Regions from separate parts of the Mus musculus genome. Here all the other regions are linked to region 3. A link is a contact called in public HiChIP or PLAC-seq data. All regions are on one chromosome and are shown on one strand. The core of a region is the stretch at or near the end of the contact, and the rest is flanking DNA. Distances in the headings are between cores, read along the strand shown. Region 1 has its middle 35 kb from the start of Rreb1. Region 2 overlaps Gm40918 (a long non-coding RNA gene). Region 3 has its middle 15 kb from the start of Gm46411.

Region 1 (4,528 bases), core at 1,646-4,145, 70 kb after region 3:
GGAGCAAAAGTTCTTTTTTGTTTTTATTCTCAACATAGTACTGGATATGACATGCCATTTCCCAGAGGCTATGCCTCTGTAGGATATTTCATTTTAATCTGTCATATTTGGGTACTCTTTCATAATCTTCAATATAGGCTTTCTTATTGCTATTATTAAAACACACATACATGTACGTGTACACACACACACACACACACACACACGTACTTATTTGTAGGGCTATAGGCTTAAACCTAGGGCTATATAGGGATAGATCCTCAAACAACAAAGCAAGCTGGGAGTCGTGCCTTTAGTCCTAGCATTTCATGAAGCAGTGCCTTGCCTGCATAGAAAGTTCTAGGCTAGAAGGTTACATAGTGAGTCTTAAATCTTCAAGACCAAGTACGCTTTTATTCTTTTAGACTATATTGGAAGCTGTAATGACAAAGAAGCCATTAATAGCATTTTAGTGGCATTTATTTATTGTCATTAGTTGTAGGAGAGTCTTTATATACATGCAGACCAATAGTACTTACATGTGAATATACTTAGCTGGTAGATAACTTACTGAAGAGATAATTAAGTGGCCCCCTTGAAACAGTTCCCCAGAGGCTCCTGCCCAGAGACAGTTCCTGTGTATGAATCACGCTAAGGACTAACGTCAGGAGAAATAGCCATGAGGTCAGCTCTGAACTGTAAATGGGATCCCTCAACTCAGCCTAGGAATGGCCTCGGAGTGGTGCGCAGCTGAGGGCCATTCTCTGAGAAGTTAGGGGGATGGGTTCTGTTCACACAGGTGGGTCAGGAGAGTGACATTCCCTGAGCAATGTCCAGGACAGCCCTTAGATCACAGTCCTTCAGAACAAAGAATTGAGTCAGGGGAGTGAATTCAATCTGCCAGGTTGTCCAAGCATCCTTGCCTACCTTCATTCCTCCAAAAGGCCCTTTTAATTATCCACCATGGTCTGTTAACATGAACCCTGGGCTTGTGAGTTAGGAGCCCTTAACCCAAATTCATCTGCCTTAATTATGTTTAGCTTTAGTTTTTCTCATCCCTGAAGTGGACAGACTATATATCTTGAACCATATTGTTAGGCAACAAAACGATGCCCCTCACCACTCCTCCCCCGCCCCCACCTCACCCCCTGTCTAACAGTGCATATTAATCTGTGGGAGGAGAGAAATCATTATCTTTTCACATAAAGGAAAAGTGCCAGTTGCTTTAAGGTAGAGGAACAGAAGGAAGGAGCCCGTCCTTAGGAACCTCATCTCCACTCTCCTCTGGTTGTATTTTCCTCTTTTTACAATGGGATGCCTTCTGTCCTCACCATTGAGGGCCAAGTTACTGCGCTGATGAACTCGCCAAGGCGCAGGTAGAGGTGACGGCCATCTCAGGGAAATGTCCTTTGCTATCTGTAGGAAGACTATATTACATGGGCCCTATTCCACCATGTCCTATTTTCTAAGAGTCTGGGCCGGAAGCAGGTATGCTGTTTACATTTTAGGCGGGTCTGTATGTGCTCCAAAACATTTAATGTGTCTCTATTTCAAGCCTTTATAATCTTTCCATGTTGTTCTCGGAACTTTAGGTGGCAGCTTAGCAAAGTAAAATTGACAGTAAGAACTTATCAGATGAGCCTGAGAAAGTACCGGGTCCAGAAATGGTCAAATCCAGGCAGGGATAATTGGGGGAAGTGGATCTTGTAAAGGAGGTAGGTAGCAGGTGACCTGAGGGTCTGCCAGACCTCAGTTGAAGAACTTGTGACCGCCTACACAGTGCACCTGTGCTGGTAAACTCAGCTGTGAGGAAGGCTCCTCTGCCCAACTAGAGGCCTAGTCACTAGGGTGCACAGTGACCTCATGAAGGTCTCATGGGGAAACCCTCCAAACTTAGTTTAGAAATTCCAGAGCAAGTTTGGTTCTGGCTGAGGTTCAAGTGGGAGGGTATCTCCACAGCAGGACCTCCATCGCCTTTGTAGGTATAATTACAGTTGTTTTTTTTTTAAGATAGAAATGGGTTGTGATTGATATCTTAGGGTTTTAGTTTGTTTTGAAGTCTTAAACACCTAGGAATTCCTCTCCCCACCCCCTCCAGTAGCTTACTTTGGGTCTCAGTGATTAGAAATAGGCACATTGTTTGTAAGAGAGAAGTTATTGGAGAAAGGGGTTATGGAAACACACACACACACACACACACACACACACACACAAGCTTGAACAGGCCTACTTTCTTGAGAAGAAAGTGGTTTTTTTTTTTTAGGTGTAACAGATCATAAAATAAATAACATTCTCTAAAGACACGAATCTATAAACAAAGCATAAATATCTTTATTTAAAATGGATTAAGTTCTGAAGCCTAATGGCTTTGTTGTAGTACCATGTGGCTTGTTCAGGTCTGTCACTAAACGTGTGTTGCCCTCAGAATTACATTAGAAAGCAGGCATGCACTGGCTCACAGATTCTTAAGTGCAGTGCGGTGGTAGTGAAACAGAAACTAGATACAGATACTGAGGAGGCTAAAAAGATGAGGTCGCCACACACCTGGTCCTTTCCCTTCCCTTCTTCCCTTCCCTTCTTCCCTTCCCTTTCCTTCCCTTCCTCCCTTCCCTCCCCTTCCCTCCCCTCCCCTTCCCTCCCCTTCCCTCCCCTCCCCTCCCCTCCCCTCCCCTCCCCTCCCCCCTCTCCCCTCCCCCTTCCCCTCCCCTCCCTTCCCCTCCCCTCCCCTCCCCTCCAAGTCTGCTCTTTTGAGATGTTCTTGCAGAAGATGGAGGAAGCTCTGCCCTTAGGGTCATCTTTCCTGGATCTGGAGATGGGAGTGGCTGGGTACTGAGACTCCTTCCCCAACTGTGCTCAGCTGACCCTTTGCTTTATAGGCTGTCTGGAGGTGGGCAGTCCTGCCTGTCCCCAGGCTTTCCCAGAAGGGCTGGGAGGAGCCGGAGGAACAAGGAGAATGTTCTGCTCGCCTAGACACTTCCTCCCCACCCCCCGGGGTGCCGGGAGGACCTGGGTAGGGAGTTGGAATCCAAGGAGCCGGGCTGAAGGGTCTGAAGGCTGTAACTGCCGCTGTCTGTGCGGTCCAGAAGTTGCTTGGCTCTTGGTTCTGCACGGTAACTCGAGTAGGGTGCGCGTGCACGTGTGTTTAGATGCCCCAATGCATAGGCAAGTAAAACTTACGAAGCCAAATGCCGAGGGTTTGGTTGGTTTTTTTCTAAGGAATTGAAACTGGCTTTTCTGGCCCAACAATGGAGTCAGCTGCTCAAATTACTTCAGGTAGTCCTCGTCGTGGTAAAAATGACTGTGGGAAGATGCAGTTGTAAAGTGTGGTTCTGAAGCCCCCCCCCCTCTTGTGCCTTTTTTTTTTTTTTCTTTTTCTTTTTCTTTGCAGTGCTGGAAGAAGAGGATTGGAGAAGTCACTTGGCCCTGGCCTGACTCCTCCTCTTCCTCTCTCTGCCCAGAGCTGAAGCCACTGTGCTCAGGGTGACTGCCTGGTGCTCAGTGCTGTGGCCTATTTTAAAGTATCTTTAAGTTGTCGGCATGTCAGTCATTACATCCAGGGTTCCTTTTCGTTTTCGAGGGCACCCTGTCTAACCGTTTAGCCAACCCACCCCACCCCTTTTCCTTGTGCCTCCAGTCGGGGAGGGTGGTCATGTTAACTGATCGACTGGCTTCAGAAAAAGCGTTCATTAATTAGCGTTTTACATCCCAGTCAGTCAGAAGGCATTCGCACATTTGTATGAAAGGATGTCGAAGATCCAAATCTTTGAGGAGAAATACATGGGAAGGAAAAAAAAAACTGCATACACACAAAACCTGGCACTCTTTCCAGTTTAAGCTTCGTGCTGGTCCCTGTTGAGTGGGTATTTGTCCCTTAGTCTGGAGGTGATAGAAAATGCCAGTTACTGTGGTATTTAACTGACACCAAACTGCTGTCCAAATACTTCAGTTAGACCGAGGCTTCTTTCTTAATTGGTGGGAAGGAAAACCCACCCAGGAAAAGGAGGAACCTGCACTTTCATTGGACATTTAAAACATTTCAGGCTGGAGAGTCTGAAGAGCACACGACAGTGTTTCATTTTAATTCACAGCTCATTTGTGATTTAAAAAAAAAAAAGTAGTCAAATCTCTCCTAAAACTTGAGCCAGTCAAATGGTTCATTTATGTAAGGGTTCAGCAACTGAAAGCTCTGTACTCTCCCAAGGTCAAAAAAGTAATTATTGCTATCGAAAATTTTTCTGGAACTGGGGTATTTTAGGTCACTATAGGAAGGTTTACTAATACTAGAAATTACATAAGCCAGTTAAGGCACATTTGAAAAACGATTATGTTGGCATATTGAAGACTAATAAGATGCCTTGGTAGGAATAATTAGATGAAACATGGTTTTTTTTTTTTTTTTCCTCCCCTTAAGCAACTTCCTTGTTTTCTGGAGGGTGAGCCTCAGTAACAAGATGTGCTTTATATTTCTTACAGGTATCTAAAACAATTCTAAAGATAATGAAAAGTTTTTATTTTTGTCTCTTGTTTTTTTTTAAACTTTAAATCTCAG
Region 2 (4,461 bases), core at 1,445-3,944, 68 kb before region 3:
GTGGGGATATCTCAGGCTCACCATCAGGCCCATGAGTCCTGTGGGCTTATCTCTCTGTGGCCCTGACTTCATCCAAGCAATCAACCACCCAGCACATTGCAACCAGAGAGGTGGGAATCAGAGATGTCACTAGGATATGCCCAATTCGATTTGATGGTACCCAGCATCGGGGCTTAACAGTCCCTCCTTAGTAGACTGAAAGGTGGGTCTTAGGAAGAAGTAAAAGAAATGGCCATTCCTAAAAGAAAGGTTAGGGGCAGCTACTAGCTCCAAGCCACACTCCCTTTGTCCCATGTGCTCTCAGTACCTACTCAAGATCTCTAGACAGAGATGACATTTTCTTCATAGAAAGAAACTGAGGCTCAGAAAATGAATTTTCCAAGGCTAAAGAGTGACCCTTGACCTCTAACCCATCTCTGATCCGAAAGCCTTTCTTTTATCTTTTTTTTTTTAAATTATTATTGTTATTTTGTTGATGCAAGGCCCTGGCTGGTCTGGAACTTGACATGAAGACCAGGATGGCCTCCAACTCCCAGAGATCCATGTGCTTCTGCCTCCCAAATTAAAAGCAAACACTGAACTAGAAAGATGACTCTGTAGTCAAGAGCACTTGATGCGGGCTGGAGAGATGGCTTAACGGTTTAGAGCACTGACTTGCTCTTCCCGAGATCCGGAGTTCAATTCCCAGCACCCACATGGTGGCACACAACCATCTGTAATGGGATGCCCTCTTCTGGTGTGCCTGAAGACAGCTACAGTGTATTCATACACATAAAATAAATAAAAGGAGCACTTGATGCTTTTGTAGTAATAAATAATAATCTTAGTAGTAATAGTAGGAGGAGGAGGAGGAGTAATGGCATGTGCCACAATTCTTGGCAACCTAAATTCTTTCTCAACCTTGGCCCTCAGAGGAACTCTTCATATTCATAGCTTTCTCCTCTTCCTGCCCGAGTCTTCCTGACCTGAGTCCACTACTCTTCTCCTCCTGAATTTGCCCTGGGCCTTCTTGGGACTGTGGGACACCCTCACAGCCTTCACCCCACCTCCAAAGAGGGAAAGGACAGAGTCACTGCCAATATGGCAACTGCATCTGGACTGTCCTCTCATTTAGTTTCCAGCAGCCAACAGCTGGCCATATCCTCTGGGCTACCCATCAGGTCCCTCTGGTCTACAGGGAAGAGAAAGTAGTTCTCCAGTTACTCCACCAGTGGGATGGAAAGATGAAGAATTCCAAGCCTGCAAAGGCCAAGCTGCCCTTCCTCTGCCTCTGTTTCCCACTCCTACAACCCTCTCCCATCCGAAGTCCACTTAACCTCTGTCCTGAGGCTTCATATCCAAAGTAAAGATGGGGAAGGCCCACTTAGTACACTTTTCTTCTCACCCCACTGTGCCTCTTGCCAAAGTGAAATTAAAAAAAAAAAAAGTGAGATTACATTACCCACTGTTACAAATGTCACATATATGAAGAAGTAACAAGAGACAGAGTAGGGTCTACTAGTAGTAATGGCACTGTCCTAAATGGAGTTGCTCATCTGCTTCCTGAGATGCCTTTAAACCTAAAAGGATACAGAAAGGCTGAAATGAGTTTGGGTATGTAGGCTAGGGACAAATATCCTCCTAACTTGCAGCATGGAAAACTTCAGTCAGTTCAAAGAAAGCCACTGTGCATCCTTGGGCTAAAGAATCCAGAGGAGGAGGAAGGATGGTGGCAAGCACGACAGAGGGGTAGTGCAGAGAAAAAGGAGAACTCTGGGCAGAAGCAAAGGGTGGAAACGCCTGCCAGTGCCAAGCAAGTATCAGCCCTGACTTTGCAAAGCTGGAACTCCCAGCACTTGTTCAGCTGAAACACGTCTGGGTGCTCTGCATGGTGAATGCAGGGCAATCACCTTGTGATTCACACTGTCGGTCCACAGACAGCTTGGGCAGGAAGGAAAATCATCTAAAATCTCTGGAGGAAAAAACAAACAACCAAGAGTGCACACTCAGAGCACACAGCCAGATGAGCAAACAATAGGACGACCCAATCGTTGTCACAAACACTGTCAACCTCTGCCCCTGGAGCAGAGGGGAGCCCCCGTGGAGAGACCAAGCTCTCTGAATCACACTGCCTTCTCCAGGAGTCACGGTGTCTCACTGGATGCCCAGCCCCTGTTTATACACAAGAACTAACCCACAGGCCATGGCACCCTTTGCAGCCTGGGCCAGGTACAGTCAGAGCATGCCTGTAGTCTAGTAACCCCTGCTTGGGGGCCCAGATCCTGTGACTCCCACATACGCACACAGAATCCTGATTGCGACAGTAGGTTAAAGTTCAGAAACTGCCTGGTGCAAATGTCCCAGGGATCAGCTGCACCTTCGCTGGCAGATAACCCCAGTTAGCAGAGAAAGCACTGAGCAGTGCTTCTGAGCCATCCTTCCTTCCAGCAACCTGGCTCATGAAGGTCCCTAACCAGTCTTTCCAGTACTGATCCCCCATTACAGCTGGATTAATGGAATCTTAATTTTTTTCCCAAAATAAACAATGATTCCCATGCTCTACTGTCCAGCATCACCGTCTAACTAATTTGTAGTAAAAAATAAACCACTGGCCATCTGCTTAAAAGTAAGGGCACAGACGACTATCTCTCCTTCCAGATTGCTCTCCGAAACGGGGTTTGGGATCCACCAAGCAGACCCGAGACATATTGACTTACTGAGTCAGCCCTGAGCCCCAGTGTTGGCAAGGAGGAAATGGATTGTGAACTCTTTCTAGGGGACCTGAGCTTTGTCCTCTAATCAAAACGTTCACCGAACCAGAATCTTTAATGAAGCTCCTGTAGCAGGGGGCCCATCAAAACACACATAGGGAGGATTTGTGCCCAGGGCTAACTGATTTGGAGGAAGCAGAAATGAGACCCCCCCACCCCCACCCCAAATGAGAGCCATGCTTTCATTAGACCTAGCAACAGGTTTCAAAGGCAAAAAGCAAACCCTAGCAGCAAAGAACAAAAAATACCTTTGTTGGCCCCAAGACAACTCAGTGCGGTCCCACGTTAGGTGGAACATGACAAGAAACTCAGATTCCTGGGAGGAGTGAAGGATGACGCAATCGATGTGGGCTGTGGGTTTGGATGAGGATCATGGGACAAAGGACTTGAGTAGGATTTGAATCGGAACGGAAAGCAGCTGTGGTTTCTCAGGTCTTCACCTACCCTCTCCAGCCTGTCTCCTTACACACAGTCCCCTGGGCTATCCCACCCACAGCTTCAACTGCTACCTGCATAGCATGACTCATAAACCTTATCTCCAGACCTGCCTCTGGATCCTAGGCTCCCGGATCCAACACTGCAGTCATTTCCTTCATTGTCCCAACTAGCTACCCAAATTCACCACTCTTATCCTCTTCATCCTGGGCACCTACCAAAACGTGATGCTCAAACAACCAGACAGCCTGGGCTCTTCCCAACTTCCTCTTCCTCACACACACCCAAGACCAACTGGCTACATTGTCTAATTGTCTCCTCCCCTCTCCAGCAACCATTCCATCTTAGACCCAGGCCCTTACTATTTCTGTTACCTTTTACCCAGTCTCCCAGACTCTAGCCTTGGTGCCCTGTCATAGCAGGTGGGTCTTGTTAAGCCAGCCTTCTGCAGAAGGCACCTGTGCTCCTGAATTGCACATGAAACCCTCTGTCTCAAACAGATCTGCAAACAAAAAGGCCAAGGCTTTGCCCCCAAGGCCCTGAGCTTTTTGTTTGTGGAGCATTTTTAAATGAGGACTTTAAGAGTTCACCATGTTCTTAGCAAGACTAGTTAAGAGGTGAAGCTGCCAGATGGTGTGTGTTGTAAATGACACCCATAGATAGGCCACCCAGTAACACCTGATGTGGAATACCACCCTCGGGCACCCTGCTTCCTGCTCCTGCTTCCTGCTCCTGCTTCTACTCACCAGTAACTGACTTTGGCTCTCCTCAGGAGACTTTCAAGATGAAGCCTATGGTACTTCTAGCCTCCAGCTTAGAGTTCCACTCAGGTTTGGACCATTTGAGGGCAACTGAATGGATACCCCCTCCACCACCACCACCCTCCCATGACCCCACCCCTACCCCCACCCCCGACTTCGGTGTCTAGACTTCTGATCTCCTGGTGATACTAATGCTCCACCTGAAGTAATTTTGTTCCTCGGGGTATATTTGGCGATATGTGTTGACATTTTTCATGGGCAAAACCTGTTGGGGGAAGATTTGCTAATATTAGAACTCAGTGAGTAGAGGTCAAAAAGGCTGTGAACATGCAAAAATGCAAGGAACAGGACTCACCACACAGGGCTGCATAGCCCAAAACGTCCAGTGCTAAGCCTGAGCCTCCTGAGCTTAGGCTTCCCCCACGCCTGCAACAGTTCTCCTTCCTCTGTGAAAGAAAGGAGAGCAGCCACTACCTCTGGTCCTGGGCTCTTTGGGTGATTATTATGTCACTATG
Region 3 (4,163 bases), core at 289-2,788:
CAGAGAAACTCTCTCTCTCTCTCTCTCTCTCTCTCTCTCTCTCTGTGTGTGTGTGTGTGTGTGTGTGTATGTGTGTGTGTGTGTGACATGATGTTGCATACTTAATAGACTCCAGCACATTAAACATAGCCGAATGTGCAGAGGGAAACCCAAGGAATTCTGTGTGGCTCACTTTTTTATTCTGCTCATGTTATTGCAGTGGTCTGGAGTGGGCCCTGGTAGGCTATAGGAGATCAAAGTTAGATTTGGAGGAGATCAGCCTTGGGTGGCAGTAGGAGTTGAAGGACCATGAGTGGTGATGGCAGGGACCCAAGGGGACAATACTTTTGTTAAAGGAAACAGGAGTGGGGATGTAACTCACTGGGGTACTTGCTTAGAGTATGCAAGACCCTCACAAAATGATTTTTATAAAGATAAAAGAGGGGCTGGAGAAATGGCTCCTTGGCTAAGAGTGCTTCCTGCTCTCAGAGGACCTGGGTATGGGTCCCAGCATCCATACTGGGTAGCATACAACTGTGCATAATTTCAGCCCCAGGGGATCTGATACTCTCTTCTGGCCTCCACAGGCAACCCCCCCCCCACACACACACACATGCACACACATAAATAATATTAAAACAGAAAATGACTGTCTTTTATGGAAGGTTATGGGCAGGACTCAAAAGTCACGGTACCTGATGCTGTATCTCCAGATGCTTTGAGTGGTAGGATGATCCACAGGAAGCCTGCGTTCGAGGCAAACTGACAAATGTTCTTTTGAGAAAGTTGTGTCCGAGGTCATGTTAGAACCTGGGTGTAAGCGATTTAGGGGAATGGGTGACTCACGGGCCTGTGCATCACTCACTGGAAGTAATGGCACGTCCCAGGTGTAACCAAGCACCTGAGTTCGAACCAGTTGGCAGAAGACCAGTGTTAGGGGAGCGTTCTCAGTTAAAATGTGCCTCAGTACAATCTGGAAAATCTCCCTCCTCATAGACCACAAATTAGTCATTTCTGGGGCTTTTTCGCAGAGCCCAAATGATGGCTCAGCACTGTTCTAACCAAAGTGCTTGAGCTCAGTGGCTTCTAACCTGCCTCATCAGATTAAGGAGCCCCACCCCTTGGTGCAGCATCAAATCATCCCAAGATCAGCAGTCCATGCTTTCAGATGCCCTTTTAGGACATCCTGGTGTGGGTCCCTTGGAATAACTTCCATCTTTGCCAGTTTACGGTACAGCTGGAGATATCCCCAAGGGTCTTGTGACTCTCCTAAGGAGACCAAGAAAGTTCTAGCTTTCCATGCGTACATCTCAAACGTGTCCTCCGTTTGGGCATTGAATGGACAGCCCGTGACAGACAGCGCTCAGAGTTGTTTTTATCCCAGTGACCTGCCGCCTTCCAAATTTAGCAGTGGTCTGGAAGAGAGGATGGGATGTGTGCCTCAAGACCTCTGTCCGGCTGAGTTGGAAGGAGGTGGCGTTTCTGAGTCCGGTGTGGTAGGGAGTGACTCAAACTGTGTACATGGAAGCCGGTGGGAATGATGCAATAGCCCAGCTTGGGCAGACCACTTCCTGTACCCTTGGATTCACAGACCTAGGGTGTGGCAATTGGCAGTATCCTCGGGAGTAGACTGTTTGGCTGATGTCTCAAGGCAGCTCTGTCTGTCTAAGGTGAGGTGAGGCAAGCCACAGGCTGTAAGCACCAGCTTAAAGGCAGAGATACATTGCCAGAAGTTTGGAGAAAGATTCTAAAAGGCGATGGCCGTGGGTGTGAGAAATAACCTCCTACAGACAAGTCTATTTCTTATTGTCACAAAAGAAATGTGTGCTCTGCTGAACACCAGTCAGACATTTTGTCACAGCTAACTTTCAATCAGGCCAGTAGCCATTATCCAACTACAAACTGATCGCTGGCTCTTCTTTTGTTTATACAGTATAAAGAGAACAGCTCTGGTGTCTACAGTGTGGCATGCCTGGTGAGGGAGCAGACGAAAGCTCCTGTTTAAAACAGACAGTGAGGGTTGTAAGTGGCAGAATTGTCACCTCACACTCCACCCTGCTCTGTGTATGTAGGGCTTTGCTGTGTGCACATGAGTCTGGGTACCCGTGGAGGCTAGAGATATCAGGTCCCCTGGAGCTAGAGTTACAGGTAGTTATGAGCCGAATGGATCTCTGCTTCTCTGGGAGACCAGTAAGCACTCTTAACCACTAATCGATCTCTCCAGCCCAATAGCACATTTTTAAATGCCAGACTATTTTCATAATTACTTACTGTTTTCCCATAGCCGCAATCCATGATGCCCACAAAACAGATTCGAAGGCCATCCTTCCAACAGGTCAGCTTCAGGTCTAAAGAAGTTTTTGGTTTGTATTTCTCCAAAGGAGAAATGCCCTCCCACAGCTGTGGTAGCTGGCGGCGTGTATAGTTTATTCCATGCCTGTCCACCTCAATGTACTGCTGGACTTACGAAACTCATGGAATTGGCTGATTTTACTCAAAACTGCCTTTTGTTTATCAGCCTTAAAAAGATGTGTTAAAACCAGTTTGGCAGCTTTTTAAACCTAGCATGTTAGAAGGCCCAGAGAAGAGAATTTTTGAACAATATCAGTGTTGGAACTAAAACAGAACACTTCAAATAATATCTGCCGTATTCACGTCTCTAAATTCAGAGGACTCCACTTTACAAAGCCAGGATTTCCTGATGAGTTTGGATTAGCAATAGATTTTCTCTCTTTCTTTCTTCTTTTCTTTTTTCTTTTCTTTCTCTCTTTCTCTCTCTCTCTCTCTCTCTCTCTCTCTCTTTCTCTCTTTCTCTCTTTCTTTCTTTCTTTCTTTCTTTCTTTCTTTCTTTCTTTCTTTCTTTCTTTCTTTCTTTCTTTCTTTCTTTCTGATAGCATCCAAATCAGGCATAGATAATATACAGTGTCACCAAGAGCTTGGGACCAAGAGCTTTGGTGGGGATGTGTACCTGCATCCTCACAATCCTGGTTCCTTTCTACCCAAGTTTGACTTAGTAGAACCAGTTTAGAAACAGATGTAGCATCTCTTTCTAAATCCTCTATACTATAATAGTGTAGAAACATAGGACTTCAGATGGGTTTCATTCCTCCCAGCCATCTCTCAACTTGAAATTATCTCATTTATATGGTTACCTTGAACATTGGCTCCTCCTACCTCTGCCTCCTGAGTGCTAGGGTCAGAAGTGTGTACCAAAATATTGGGGAGCTGCAGAGCTGGGCATTGTTTGAAAGACATATGATATGATAGACATGTGATAGACAAGCACTCTGCCAACTGAGCTATATGTAAGGACAGAAGGCATAAACAGCTTTTTAAAGGACTAACTTGGGAGTCTCTGTTATTATGTGTAGTGTGTATGTGTGTGTCTCACACACACACACATATATGTATACATTTATATGTATATGCATATACATTTGTGTAAGTGTGTCCATGTATGTATACCTATACATTTAGTGGTGCTAGGTGTGAAACCAGGGATTTCACAGATACTAGACAATCCCACCATGTACCTGATGGGGTGTGTTGACCATTTCATACTGCATTTATATAATGTTTGCCTTTCTCGGTGCATGATAGTTATGGGTTTCAACAGGACTGCCAGAGTAAAGGGAAAAGCAGTTGCTCTGGTCACATTGCAGACCTCTAAAACGGGAGAGCTGAGACGGGCTTGGGAGCAGAGCGTTGTCTTAATGTTAGTTTTCCTTTTAGATCTGAGGGTGGATGGTTGGTTGGTTTCTGAATTAAAGAAGTCCTCCAGCTTTTAACCCCCAAACTGCAGCACTCCACACAGGCCTGTTTGCACAGTGAAACGGTGTGACTGAAAAGAAACCTTAGGAAATGTGAATGGAGAGCTTATGCTACTTTGCCCGGGTCCCAGAGCTGTGCCCCCTTGCTTTGCCAGTCGTGTCTTCAACAGGACTGCTGCAGACTCCTGAAATGTCAGCTTAGCCCTCAGACTCTGTGTGTCTTATTTCTGATTGCCTTGGTCCTTAGCCAGCCTCATATTTGACACTCTGGGCATGGGCAGTGTTGGTGCCACTTGGTCTTGAGCTGTTAATCGTTTTATTATTTCCTGTCATTTTATCTTGTGATGGATGCTCTTGAGCCTGGGGCAGAGGGGGTGATGAAAATGACTTTGAAAATAGCTTTGGAAAGGAGGA

What was found. HiChIP or PLAC-seq counts read pairs in DNA pulled down with a chosen protein or histone mark.
Region 1: an HNF4G HiChIP or PLAC-seq map of pancreatic cancer cells shows a contact between it and region 3. The contact joins two enhancer-like sites. A contact is called at or near these places in 3 of 39 promoter capture datasets (embryonic stem cells, hippocampal neurons and liver), 13 of 484 Hi-C or Micro-C datasets (CD4 T cells, embryonic stem cells, liver and 5 more), 5 of 115 datasets of contacts at active chromatin or transcription factors (effector CD8 T cells, embryonic stem cells, microglia and 1 more) and 3 of 9 other capture datasets (adipose tissue, liver and pancreatic islet).
Region 2: a contact with region 3 is called in an HNF4G HiChIP or PLAC-seq map of pancreatic cancer cells. The contact joins two enhancer-like sites. A contact is called at or near these places in 8 of 39 promoter capture datasets (3T3-L1-derived adipocytes, the C10 cell line, the HPC-7 cell line and 4 more), 3 of 484 Hi-C or Micro-C datasets (liver, nephron progenitors and pancreatic cancer cells), 8 of 115 datasets of contacts at active chromatin or transcription factors (CD8 T cells, bone marrow-derived macrophages, double positive thymocytes and 4 more) and 2 of 9 other capture datasets (adipose tissue and liver).

What each region holds. Positions count from the first base shown.
Region 1 is chr13:37,851,231-37,855,758 of GRCm38.p6, forward strand. It overlaps a transcript of Rreb1 not described here. Among named protein-coding and RNA genes, the nearest start is that of Rreb1, 35 kb to the right of the region's middle. Within about 2 kb of position 2,896, at least 235 of the 459 cell types and tissues checked have an H3K27ac peak or open chromatin away from gene starts, as enhancers often do. A contact at or near this core is called in pancreatic cancer cells, where this site is marked.
Region 2 is chr13:37,713,252-37,717,712 of GRCm38.p6, forward strand. It overlaps Gm40918 (a long non-coding RNA gene), which reads right to left. Exons shown (of 3, transcript XR_873258.2): 2 at 4,302-4,392; 3 at 4,131-4,211. Among named protein-coding and RNA genes, the nearest start is that of Gm40918, 19 kb to the right of the region's middle. Within about 2 kb of position 2,695, at least 44 of the 459 cell types and tissues checked have an H3K27ac peak or open chromatin away from gene starts, as enhancers often do. A contact at or near this core is called in bone marrow-derived macrophages and pancreatic cancer cells, where this site is marked.
Region 3 is chr13:37,782,898-37,787,060 of GRCm38.p6, forward strand. It overlaps a transcript of Rreb1 not described here. Among named protein-coding and RNA genes, the nearest start is that of Gm46411, 15 kb to the right of the region's middle. Within about 2 kb of position 1,539, at least 82 of the 459 cell types and tissues checked have an H3K27ac peak or open chromatin away from gene starts, as enhancers often do. A contact at or near this core is called in bone marrow-derived macrophages and pancreatic cancer cells, where this site is marked.